2 separate regions of the Zea mays genome follow, and region 1 is linked to region 2. A link is a contact called in public Hi-C data. All regions are on one chromosome and are shown on one strand. Each heading gives the region's core, a stretch centred on a gene start, on an enhancer-like site or on the middle of the called end of the contact. The rest is flanking DNA. Distances are from core to core; before and after follow the strand shown.

What was found. A called contact is a pair of places that touch in the nucleus more often than the background predicts.
Region 1: a Hi-C map of ear shows a contact between it and region 2, with 2.1 times the contacts expected there. The contact joins the promoter of LOC100286253 here to the promoter of LOC103643366 in region 2. A contact is called at or near these places in 5 of 25 Hi-C or Micro-C datasets (bundle sheath, ear, leaf and 2 more).

What each region holds. Positions count from the first base shown.
Region 1 is chr1:229,274,313-229,280,810 of Zm-B73-REFERENCE-NAM-5.0, forward strand. It overlaps LOC100286253 (protein kinase domain containing protein), which reads left to right and starts at 1,380. Exons shown (of 2, transcript NM_001159140.1): 1 at 1,380-1,901; 2 at 2,012-3,217. The coding sequence starts at 1,532. The coding sequence ends at 2,703.
Region 2 is chr1:228,767,209-228,774,447 of Zm-B73-REFERENCE-NAM-5.0, forward strand. It overlaps LOC103643366, which reads left to right and starts at 5,414. Exons shown (of 2, transcript XM_023301333.1): 1 at 5,414-5,732; 2 at 5,915-6,541. The coding sequence starts at 5,645. The coding sequence ends at 6,135.

The sequences.
Region 1 (6,498 bases), core at 130-2,629, 500 kb after region 2:
AATTTAGTTTAAATTCAATTAATTATATTTATAATTTTAGATACATACTTAGACAAAGAATTTTAGATACACATATAAACACATATAACAATTTCGAATACTCTTATATAATAACATATTATCAGTATTATAGCTAAAAACAGACTGACAGTTACAAAATAAGGTCCTAAAACGTGCCGTTATCGTGTCTACTAATTAATCGTGCCGGGCCCGTGCCTGCACCGCGGGCCAGAAGACTAGCCCAAGCCCGACACGGCTATCGGACCGGGCCGGCCCGGGCACGGTTCTAGTCGGGCTGGACCGTGCTCGTGCCGGGCCACGACCGTGCCGGGTCACGGGCCCACTGGCGGGCCGGTCCATTTGGACATGTCTAGGCAGGATAAATAAGAGCTCCGGTTTTTCACCTAACACTTGGCCAGTCGCCGTAACTATCGTACTAGTAGCAGTAACCATACTGGTTAAATCTCGATGTTATTTTTTCACTGCTGCGGCATGCGGTGAGCGAGCAAGCGACCGGTCATCAGGACCTTTTTTCCTGATTTGAGCTGACCAGAGCTCGGCAGCGGCAACCTGACATGTCCGCTGCCCGCTGAAGCTTCCGGCTTTTTCCGATGTATGTATGTACAAGCCCTGGAAAACGTCACCTCAAGAACCTGCCCAGCCCAGCCCAGCCCAGCCCAGCCCAGCCCAGTGCTGCTGCTGCATCGGTCACCGATCAGTGGTGGGTGCGAGACATCCTGGATCGCCAAGGAAAGGAACCACGTCCACTGTTCACGCCTCGGCTTTGCCCATATGATGCGTGCCGTCGTTATTCGTTAAGCTTCAGCTGAAACCTAATCGGCCGCAAGCTTCCACACCTACTGGAGCTGGACAGACACAGGCTCACTCCCTTGATATGTTTGTTGATCATGCATGCATACATCTAGTCGTCACACACGGTACGTGTATTGGTGTACTGGTCCAATTATACGGTCTAAACAAGTGCATAGTCTCGCTGTAATCCATGGAGCTCCACGGATAATGGAGGAATAGATTAATAACACCAATAATAATAATAATAACGAACGGTTGGTTCGATCGATGAGTCCCCGCCTAATAGCATATTTGGTGAGGCAACAATAGTACTGTCCTTGTGAGTAAGGTGGGTCCACTTGTCAGGCACCCTATCATCCCTGCCACTGCAGGTCTGCGGCGCTGCTGCATCTGCATGCCAATGACTGCATAAACAAGTTTCTCGCTTGCTTACATCATCCCCTCCACAGTTTACATCCTGTGATCCTGATAAGTTGGCACTTCACAGTTCAAACCCCCCACCAAATCTGAATCCCCCATACACCTCTCCCATATATATATCAGCCTTCCGCCCATCCCAACCCCAAGTACACAGAGAAACAAATACAGAGAGGCAGAGGCGCCATCATCTCCCTTCTTCTTCACCCACAAGCCTCTAGGTGCCTCACAAGTCCTCCTCCGCTGTCATCTCCCCTCTCCACTCCTCCCTGGTTTGTTCAAGAAACTTTCTTTGGACAAGATGGGAGTGCAGAGGTACAGGTTCTTCTGCTGCGGGTGTGGCGCCAATGCGGCGGCCGACGGCCGGGAACGCGACGAGGACGGGGGCTTCGGGGTGTCCGACGGCAAGGCCGAGAAGGGGGTCGAGGCCGGCCCGCGGGGGCTGTCGTGGGCGCAGGTTGAGGCGATGACGGGCGGGTTCACCTCGGCCGTGGTCGGCGAGGGCGGGTTCAGCACCGTGTACCTGGCGCGCCTCTCCGGCGCGCTCGCCGCCGTCAAGGTCCACCGCAGCAGCGAGCGCCTCCACCGCGTGTTCCGCCAGGAGCTCGACGCGCTCCAGCGCGTCCGGCACCCGCACATCGTCCGCCTCCTAGCCTTCTGCGACCAGCAAGGTGGGTCATCTCCTCTGCTCTGCTTTCTCGCGCTCCGCCTAGTGCGCCTTCCTTGTGCTGTGCTGAGTGCTGACGGAAGGCTCTGGCTTTTTTTTCCCCCCGAGTCGCAGACGAAGGCGTGCTGGTGCTCGAGTTCGCGGCGAACGGGAACCTGCACGAGCGGCTCCACGGCGGGGGCAAGGCCGCGGGGACGATGCCGTGGGCGCGGCGGGTGTCGGTGGCGCTGCAGGTGGCGCGCGCGCTCGAGCACCTGCACGACCGCTGCGAGCCGCAGGTGGTGCACGGCGACGTGAAGGCGTCCAACGTGCTCCTGGACGCGTCCATGTCCGCCAAGCTGTGCGACTTCGGGTCGGCGCGGATGGGGTTCTCGGCCGCCGTCCGCCCGCGCTCGTCCGCGCGCACCATGCTGGGCTCGCCAGGCTACGTCGACCCGCACTACATCCGCTCCGGCGTGGTCACCAAGAAGAGCGACGTGTACAGCTTCGGCGTCCTGCTCCTGGAGCTGCTCACGGGGATGGAGGCCTTCTGCGCGGAGGAAGGCCGGCTCCTCACTGCCGTCGTCGCGCCGCGGCTCAGGGCAGGCGACCCGCCCTGCGACGCGCGCGGGTTGGTCGACGAGAGGCTCGGCACCGCCTACGACGCCGCCGAGGCCGCCGCGGTGGCGGCGCTGGCCGCGGCCTGTGTCGGCGACAACCCCAGCCTCCGGCCGTCCATGGCCGACGTGGTGCGCACCCTGGAGCAGCGCGCGCAGGGATCCATCTCCGCCGTGGAGAGGAGATCGGACGGCCAGAGGAAGGTGTGAGCCACGAGGGCGGGGTCGTCGCGTCCTCCGAGGCGCCCAGATCTGGCTTGCCGACTTGTTAACTTGCGGTGCTGACGTGCGTGCATCGCACACGTGGCGCGCGAACATTGGTTGCTAGGAGAACAAAGCGTTGCTGGTGTGCGAGCACATCAAAAGGACGAATCAAAAAAGAAGTGGAGAAAAGCGTGGTGAAAATTGAAGAGAGAGAGAGAGAGAGAGTTGATTAGGGGAAAGGTTTGGAGGAGGTAAAAAGGCAGGGCTAATCTGTGTGCTGATGGGGGGTTTGCATCATATGTTATGTGCCAAAGCAGCATCTACTTGGGAGAGCCCAAAAAATATGGATCGTGCAGCACACGATTCTAAGATTTTGTTGATTCTTATTGGTAGTTTCTTTTGTTATTTTGGCAAAGTACATGGAGTGTTTCTTCTTTGTACCTATAATTTAGCTAGATTTCAATTTGTATTGGATTTGTTGAGAGCTTGGTTTGTTAAACCTGTGTGAATGGGGAAAAAATCGCTTCTTGAGAATGCGCCTTTGGTGAACGGCACAGTCATTGTTCAGAAATAAATTGGGCGCTGATACGATTTTATTCCGCTGTCAGAGGTCCAGCCGGACTAATAAATTGGGTGTTTGCATCAAAGCGTTCAAACCCTTAGTTTCGGGGGCACATATTCGCATCTCCTTTCTCGGGGACAACTCAAGCCGATTATAATACCAACCCATACCCTGCTATCAGTAGACGTAAGAAAACACTGCACCGTTCATTCTTGGTCAAGAAATTATATCCCTTTTCTCTCGTTTATTCTCCTAATTATATGCACGAAAGAACCGACGTGTGGCCAACAATCGGTCTCATTGTTAGAATAATAATTTTTTCATAGTAATACGTTTAGTTTGGCTCATTTCTGGTAAATTGTCGATATCGGTAAAGTTTTAAATTGAAAAAAAAAATCTAATAATGCAAGACAAATGATTAGACATTAGGAGTACGTATGGTGTTTAGCACGGCACGACGAAGTAGCCAGTTGAGAGCTTGACTTTAACAAAAACCGTTGAAAGGGACACATGTGCTCCCAGACTAGGCGCACGCAGCTCTCTCTCTCTCTCTCTCTCTCTCTCTGATCTGGCACGCATTTATTATTGGCGCGGACTGTCACAGGTCAGGCCTGGCCAACGCCACGAAAGCAGAGCTCGGAACTGTACGTTGACGTGCGAGGACAACCCGTAATCCTCACACCACACGGGAAACGCCGTGACGCCCCGGACCCCGGAGCCTCACGTCAGGGTGGTCGTGCCGGCGCTGCACAGGCAGCCAGGCATACATGGTGTGCGTCGCCGGTCGCCGGGGAGCGGTCACGTGCGGACGGGGGGAGAGCGGGCCGGGCGCGTGCGCCGCGCCGTACTGGTGGCCGGTGGCGAGTCTCTGTTGGCGATGGCGCGCCCGGACCGCCGGGGACATTGGCTCGCCATCTCTTTCGTGTTTCGGGCAGCCGCCGACGCGACAGGCATCCGCCTGATGGGTTACCGGGTTACTCTATATGACATTTTGTGAAAGCTCGGTTAGGTTAGTTCTTTTCTGTATGGGAAGTACTCGATTTTATCTTCTTGTCCATTGATTTTTTTTCTCTCGCAATTATTATATGTATCAAGATTACAAAGACGGATAAAACAAGGTTGTATTCTGTATAGAGCAGAGACAGTGGAAGACGAGAGACGACCTCTTTAAACAATTTTAAAAACTGAAAAAAAGGAGACGGTGGAAGACGAGAGACTACCTCTTTAAACAATTTTAAAACTGAAATTATAGATTTAGCATCTTAAATTATAGATTTAGGAAGTTGCTAAAACACTTTAAGAAGTAAAAAAAAATAGTGCTCCAATAGTTATGTATTTATTGGTTGCTAATTTTCAAAGTTGTCTATATCAACATGCAGAATACTAAAATTACTACAATTCTAAAACACCTTTAGGTAGAATTAGAATATAACAAAAACTTTGAAAGACTTAGCATCATCACTCATAATATTATCCAATTAAAATTTGACAATTAAACAAAGAACAAACTAATTGTACGTGGTGGAAAAACTTAGCTAAAAAACTTATAAACTTATAAGCAGAATAATTACCCACAGCTGAGCTGCGACATATCTCGTGGTTGGGCGCCGAAGAGCAAAGATCGTAAACTCTGTAATAATCACCAAATCAGACACATTGGCGTACGGGTAGATTTCTGAGATCCAAAACGAACACTGCCATGGCACCGATATGTAGATAACGACGGCACAGGTTAATTGTTGTGGTCCGAGTCCGAGGCCGATGCCCTGGCCCTGTACATATACAACCAACCAGTTCGATGGATCCGACAGTCGGGCGTGCTTTCCAGAGAGAGGCCTCGTCGAGGATCAAGTCATCAGGCTTGCTCTGAATAATTCTGCAGGTGCGTGATGTGTGCGAACTAACTATGCAGGGAGCAGTTGAGACGGTTGACACAGTACTTAGATCATCATACGGCCGGGATGCCAGAACAACTAAATTTGCTCTGGTTTCTGTACTTTGGCTCCCAAAAAAAACCAAAAAAGAAAAGAAAAGACCTGAGTAGCCTGGCTGGAATGTTGGCTGGATCATATGCTGATTACGCCTGCGCCATGACCAAAGAAACGCTCACTTCTTACCCTCCCCTGCAATAATTTGCAGCCACGAGCAGGCGAGCTCGTCCAGTGCGATTACGCTCCTATTCTAATGCCATTATTATCTGCATGATATGATGGTTTTGCAAGGAAGGTAGCAGCATCACATGCCATCCTCTAGCTAGGTTGTGCTTGTGCCATGCCATGCCATGCATGATGTATAAAAGGGAGAGATAATAATGTCTGGATTAAATTCTTTTGGACAGTCCGATTGATTTTTTTTATCAGTTAGCACTATCAACCTCGTTTGATTGTGCGCGAAGTTTTGAACACAGATTTCTTTCTTTTTTTAAAAAAAAAAGGAAACTCATTCCAAATCCACTGGAACCATCAACATCTTTTTCATCGGAGAATTATTAAATGTGGCTAGCAGTGCAAGAAGTACCTTCTCTTAGGACGAAGAGAATGTTACTTTACAAGTTGCTTACGATCCCCTCCAGATTTTCGACGCCCTAACGAGGAGCACGTCACATGCAGATGCAGGCACTGCAGTGGATAGAGCTGAACCAGCGCCAGTCCCTTTAATTGCAAGTTCTGGTGACTGCTGGTTGTGCTGTTGCAAGGTTATTATTGCTAATCGCGATTAGTACGAGATCAGAATCCAGAGCAGTTCTATGATGCTGCTTTTGACGACGCCAAAAAGGGTATCTGCCTTTCTCGTTATGTAAAGTAAATTAGTGAGACCCTCGTCTGCAGGGAAGCGTAGAAGACTACCGTACCTGTGCAGAATCAGATCTCTCTCTCTGAGCTGTTAACTGTCCTGTGACGATGCGTGGGTAGCTAGCTGCCGCTGGAGCGAGTACACACCTCACCAGCAAGCTAAGGGAGATGATGAAACTACCACCACTGAACATGCATGCAAACAAACACGCCGATACTAGCTACCAGGCACAGAGTAGCACAGGTTGTTCGTGGAGAAAAAAGGCAGCCGCAGCGGGAACACCAACCATGCATCTCGGCCTAATCCAGATCTCGTGTACTACCGGTTCACGGATTGCAGGCATAGAAGAAAAGGGGGGGGGGGGGGGGGGGGGGGGCGAGGCCTTTTGCATGCACTTGTAAAGAACTAACGATTGGTTTGGTTAACCAACGAACTTATCAACGACT
Region 2 (7,239 bases), core at 4,164-6,663:
GCTTCACTTTAAGAATTTTGAGTCAATTTCAGCTTCTTTTATCCAAACAGGTTTAGCTCCACGAGCACTTGCTTCAAAAAAAATTGAAACTAGAGACCAGTTTCATGAAATTTTCGAAGCTCCACAAAGGGTGCTCAAAAATAATATTTTCATTCCTCATCATGAAGTTGCATAAAAAGTGCCCACCATGCCATTGGTTACATGACCTACCGATTCATGTCTATTTCTCTACCCGCTAATCATCAAGAGTAATTAATGAAACTCTCGCAAATTAATTGTATTACAGAAGATGGAGTCTATGTGCAAGCTAAACACTCATGAACTCTGTCTTACCAATCTCTTGAAACTGTTTCATGGTGAAGCTGGAAAACCGAATCTGCAATTCTTGAGTCGAAGCCCTCCCAAAACAGGGAATTTATAAGCATGTACCCCTTTGTAATGATACAATAAAACGACCTCTATATTTTGTGTGTCTCCTTGTGTTTGCATCACCATAAAAAGAAAACAAATAACCAAGTGTTTAGGTATGTTTGGTTTGTGGCTAAATATGCCACACTTTGACTAAGGTTAGTCGTTCAAATTGAATAACTAACCTTAGGCAGAAAAGTTAGGCAAAGTGTGGCAATTGAGGTAACAAACCAAACGTGCCCTATTTCTCATGGTTCTGTTACTAACGAAAGGATTTACAATTAGACAAGCGGTGGACAGCAAATGTGGAGATATATCAGGAGGCCGCGGCCGGTGTGCAAGCCTAGTATTAGTAAGCCCAGCCGCACATGCATACCATCCTAGTTGGCCTTTCTTCCCTTGATTCAGATCCGGGCTGCGCGTAGATTGACAAACACGTTCCGCATTTCCAGCAGGGTACAGCTCTTGAAGCCTCTTTAGTGCCCGTTGTTTTCGCATGAAATGAAAGGGTGGAATAAATTTGGTTTGGATTCCTTCAATAATTACTATAAGTTTTGGAGATTTAGAATTAATCCTGATTTGTTCCAGCAGAAACGAATGGACCCTCATTCAGTTCGTCGAAACACGCACGGCCACTGCACCCAGCTGCTTAAAGACCAGAACGCAAGAAGCTCCCTGTTTTCCCGTTCGCAGCAATGTGTGTGTTCATGTTGTAGTAGATTCTGTCATGCAATAGATAGAACTCTGTGCGTCGCGTCCTCGTGTAGGATCAGCTGATGCTGCTGACTACCAGCCAGTTTGTTGGGCCGTGCTCGCCAACCCCGCAGACAAACCGAAAGCCGTCGTCCACGACCTCACGGACCGAGCGGCCCAAGTGGGCTACTTTCGGCCCAAGGGGTTTTGCGGCCGACACGCTGGCTTTGCCAGCGATCGGCGTAGATGCTCTCGCCGCCAAATTATTTTGCGCACGGTAATTCTTTCATTTGGGCCGTATATTCTTCAAGTGGGCTGAAATGGTTAGATGCTTACAAGTTCGACCAGTCAAGACCATGTAGAAGCACATGCAAAATCTAAAGTCTGCATGCATGGAAGACCCCCGACCGACGACGACAAGGCGTCACACTTTTCTATAAACTAGGAAAACCTTAGCTACTAAACCGAACATCTGATTTTGTATAAACTAAGAAAGTCTTAGCTACTAAACCGAACATCTAAATTAAATTGTAATTGCACCGTTGTGTTTCTCACTACAAATCTTTTATAACAAGACACAACAACTTTTTTTCTTTTGTCGAGGAGAGGTGATGGTGTTTTAGGTCTGACAAACAATGTTTCATCTATGGAAAAAAAAAACATGTTCTCAATCTCAAGACATTTGGCTTTGATATCATATTAAGTTGCATGCACCAATTAATTCCAACCAAAAGATTAAGCTGATAGAAAAATATAGACATTTCACTTATATTATATTCTAACATATATTATATTCTAACAGTATCGTCCCCGCTTTATACGGTTGCATATATATAGTCCAGATCCGTAGATGCCTCCAGCTTCAATGGTGTGGCGAAGATACGGCCTAAACCCCCTAGGCAGCGCCCGGCCGGGGCTCACCGCTCACGGGTCCGGCCAGCCACTCGTCGCCAGCCATACACACTTGCCGGTCGAGCCGCCCTGCCTCCTCTGCAGCAAAAGCCGAGCGCGGTCGATGATCCCTGTCTCCTTCCCGGCCGGCCCGGCCCCTAGCTAGCCCCCCCTAGCTAGGCTTAGCAAGAGCTGAGCCAGTCTCTCGCTCACACACGGGCAGCCTCGCCTGGCGTAGCCAATGAGCCCCGGCGGTCGTGCAGCGGCATGGCTCGCGCCAAGCTTTCATCTCATGTCCCTTCCCTGCCGGCTTCCCCTGGCCTGGCCCGCCAGCTAGCTGCTGCTGCTGCTGCTTGCTTATCCTTCCTCGCAAAAGAGGGGACTGACACTGACGCGCGCGATCGAAAACGAGAGCCACTTCCGCGCGTTATCTGCTCCCCTCGCAATGCGCCCGCCTCTTTCCCGCGCGGATCGGATAGAACGATTGCTAGCGTCGCACTTGCGGATTAGAAAATAGGCCTCGCCACACCCGTATCCGGTTCCCTCAATATAGAAAAACTTACTTCACCTGCGAGGCTAAGATAGCCCACTAACATTATGTTAATACACTGGCGAAGAGAGTAAATCACACAAGGGGTGAGTGCACACGCATGTCTTAAAGATGTATAGTAATAACTTGTTGGTGCATATATGGTAAATATTTGGTCTAAGTCACTAGTCTTGCAAATTTTCGTAGGTGCATATAAATCGACTACTCCCTATCTACCTTCAACCTGTGTTAATAAGAAGATCTTTTTAGGGGGTGTTTGAATGTATAGCTAACAAATAATTACCCAAGTATTAACTAATTTACTAAAAAATAGCTAATAGCTGAACTATTAGCTAGTGTGTTTGGATGTCTCAACTAATTTTAGTCACTACCTATTATCTTTAGTGCATTCAAACACCCCATTAATAAGTCAATGAAATACTAAACCTCTGTCTCACTTATATGACAGTGGTATCGTAGCTTATATCAACAAGAGTCGAACTTATGTCGTCTCTCCCGCAAAGCGAGATGCTTCCTGCCCCCTTCTTATATATTGTTATACGCTGCACCCTATCCGCAGATCGATCGAATCGCTCCAGCATCCTGATTCACACTCACCACTCACCAGTCTCTCTAGACTAGAGATGCACGCGGGATCCTGATCGGCTGATCCTCTTGTCGCACTGCAGTCGTTTAATTTATTGCAAATTCCATTCTCCTTCTTTTTTCCGCAAAGGTGGAGCGCCCGCATGGCAGAGATCACTGGCGAATGAGGGGGCGATCGATCGTACTATATATAATTCGGTCGACAACAAACCTAGCTTTATGTGACAATAATGATCAGGATCATGGTCGCTGGTTGCATTTGTTTATACATGCATATGCCCAACTTGCGCTTCCCGCCACTGACCGCAAAACAGAGCCGCGCGCACAGAAACATCGTAGCTCTCGTTATGGATTTAGATCGGATTTATACGGATATGTATTCAGATACAGCTATTTGGCCACTTTTAAATTCGAACTCGGATACGAATACGGACGGGTACAAAAGTAAAACCGATATCTTAAATTTGATTTTAAATTTTGATATCTATTTGATTTCAATTGAAGATAACATGCATCTATACCTTTCTAGTATAATAAAATTGTCATGGTAAAAACAAAAAATAATAATCAACCATCGAAAATAAAATATTTTAGTAATTATATTTTTTAATAAAATATAAGAAAGTCATAGATAATATATTAATTATTTAATACAAATAGTTTAAAAATAAATTATAGAAAATGTATAAATAAGATAAACTGGTAGGTAAATATTTATATTTCAATTAACTAAACTTACAATTTACATATATACCGTTTATAATGTTAAAATTACAATGGTTATAGATAACTTACAATCATCTGTTATATTAAATTTGTTTTCATTTATATTGTTAACTAGCTGTTTTAAAAAATATTTTATATTTCTTTCGTAGGATACGGTTGGTATCGGATATTTTATAGTTTTTACATCGAATATAGATGTGAAACTAGGTTAGGTACGGTACAGCATAATTTTTTTAAAAAAAACATGTCTAAACCGCATTATTACGAATATCCATGTTTGTTTAAAAAGGATATCGGATCTTTCGGACGTATAGCTCTGGAGGACGCTCCAAGAAACAACGCTGGTCGCGGCAACAGCTCCCGTACGCGTGTGGCCGGAACGAACTGATTGGACAGCTACTGAACGCGACGCGACGGCTCCATGGGGGGACACGATGCAAATGCGGCGTCTGCATGCGCGTAAGCTACTATGCTAGCTGGGGACGACGAGCCGGCCGGTGGTGGCGTTCCCAGACGAGCTCCTGTCGACGTGCACATATGCAAGCGCGCACTTGAAGCAATCCACACAGCTGCGGGATTGTTGGATCAGACAGCTGCGTACTTCGACGGAGTAGGGGGCCGGGGACACACATGATTGCCCTTTTGACGGGGTTGTCAGGGTCTCTGTTGCGCCCAGATTTGGAAAATATATATGACATGTCGGGCCGGATATATAGCTCATGCCCTCATCGGATTGTCGTCACTGGATAGACAGCTTCTACTACTACTAGTAGGTGAATTCGAGAGGTTATTTTATTTGGAAGAAGGATTCGTTCCAGTGTCCGCACGGATCCAATTCATCACAGAGTTTCTTGCAGCGAAGTTGCACTCAGATCGTCATGCATAGCTAGAGATGGCAATTGGTATTTACTATATGGACTAAATATTCTACCCGTATGTTTTTTAATGGGCTAATTATCTTTAGTGTTGTTGAATGGATGGTTAAATAATGCTAGAAATTTTGTAAAGGTATTTAGATGAATACTTGATATTTGTATAATGTATCATTTCGATAGATGTTTAATCTTTGTGGTTACAGATAACTCATACTCGCATGAGTATGAGTATGGGGATGTGGTAAATCTATACCTATCAGTGTATGGATTGTAATAGGTACGTGTATAGGATTGTCATACCCAAGGAATATTTACCCATTGCCATCTCTAATCATGCACTTCAAGGATTTTTGTTTACATGCATGTATACATAGCGCTCATTGGTCCTTATATAGCGACAAGAGTTTTACTTTGCGTTACCGGCTACTACTGGTAGTAGCCAGTAGTAGTATCTTTGCGAAAGCAGTCTAGCAAAGATTTGCGATCATCGTGTCCTGATTAACCAGAGGCACTATATTCTACATTAGCCTGTGATGCAAGTTGGCAGTTGGATCATGTATATTATTGTTCCACTACACCAGCAAAGCGTCTCGATCAGGCAGCGTCACATCACATGTACTTCAATTCCCCCCTCCCCCCGGCCCCCGCGCGCCCGCTTTGCTGCGATGCTACTAGCGCCTGCCTCCGCAGCTCGACCGCGCGCCACCACTATATAACGCACACCCAGCAGAGCCGCCGTAACGCCGCCAGCCAGCTCGTCGTCTCTCCTCTAGCTCACTTCTGTGTCCAAAGCCACACGGCCGCCGGCAGGCGCACCGGGCGGGGCCTGTGCCTGTCTCAGTTGTCAGTTCCCGTCCCACAGGAACAGACCAGAGAGAGAGAGAGAGAGAGAGAGAGAGAGAGAGAGAGTATTCGTATGGCTCGGGAAGCTGCGTGCTGCACCGCCGTCTCCTCCATGGCGCTCACCGCTCGTGTCCTGCTAGTTCTCGCGGCCACCCTTACCGGTAAGCTAGTCCGGCACATACACGTACGGGTACGGCCGGCAACGGCATGCCCGCAAGAGAGGACGCGACGCGACGCGAGCGTGCGTGTACAACTGCGCTATTGCATGTTTGCCACTACCGTAGTCTGGTCTCGTGTTTGCTCTCGGAATGCCTGACGCTGTTCCGTTTGCATGTGGCTTCAGTTGCCGTGGCTATTCTGCCGGCGACGGCGCGGGCGGCGTGGGTGGACTACCCGTCCGGGGTGCCGTGCGGGGTGACCATCCCCGTGGAGCAGTGCGACCCCGGGGACGCAGCGGCGAACAGCGCGTGCATGGACGTGTGCCACTACGGCGGGTGCCGGCGCGGCGGCCAGTGCGTGTCGCTGGGGCTCGCCAGGGGCCGGGGCTGCCACTGCAAGTGCTAGGCTAGCTGGCTGGCTGGCTGGCCAAGCTGATCGATCGTGCGGCGCAGCGGCAGAGAGGAAGGATTTGCTGGTGCGCCTTTTATACACTAGCCTAGCCTATGGTATAGTATGGTATGGTAGATTGGTAGGTGAGGGGGCCAGATACGCTGAGTATCACTTTCTTTTGTAAGGTTAGTTTGTTCTTATTCTGCCTTTATTAGTTGGTGTGCACAGCCTGCAAGTGAGTTTTGAGAGAGAGAGGTATGTATGTGTAGTGAGAGAGAAACAGAGGAGACAGAGAATCGTCAGAAGCTTTTCCATCGCTCGCTAGCTGGCCTGTCTACCTCTTGGGTTTAATTTTTATTTTAAAAAGGTGACGCTAGTTCGTTAAGTTTATTGCAGATATCAAGCGAGGTGATGTTTCTAAGCAACACTTTCCACCAGTACGATGTTCTTGGCACGTCAAAATCTTGCGACAGATACGTAGTTTTTTTTTTTGTTTTTCCTCCCAAACAGCAGCTCTCAGTCTCAGGTTCTGAACGCCGCCCCGAATTTACCCAGCTCGACATATATATATGGCAACATGCAAACATACCGATACTTCTATATATATACAGAGGTAACATATATGGCAACATCTTACACAAGGAAAAAAATTATCACGGATTTAACACCCTTCTTCTATGACCAGAAATAGAAGGTATCCCAGCGATTTTAGAACCAAATAACGAGCGTGGTGAAAGGTTAACATACTATAGTACTCATTAATTATTTAGTCCTGTTATTGACTTTATTAATTATCTAGTGTGCGTAATTTAAAAAAGACTACGTATTTCATTGATTCCAGTTACCAATTTACATTGGGCCATTCTGGACAAGATCGTGTTTAAAGGACATTTACATTGGGTGATTCTGGACAAGATCGTGTTTAAAGGGCATTTACATTGGGCTTGTTTGACAGGACTCCGCCTCCTCTGAAAATTGAAAATGGCTCTGGCTCTAACTTTTTTTATAGGAGCTGTTCCTCCATTAGAGCCGCCGTTTTTTTTGCAAATTATTTGGAACAGCTCTCCACAGTCACGCAGATGGCCAGACCGCAAGCCCACAGCCGCTGACTGCTGCTTG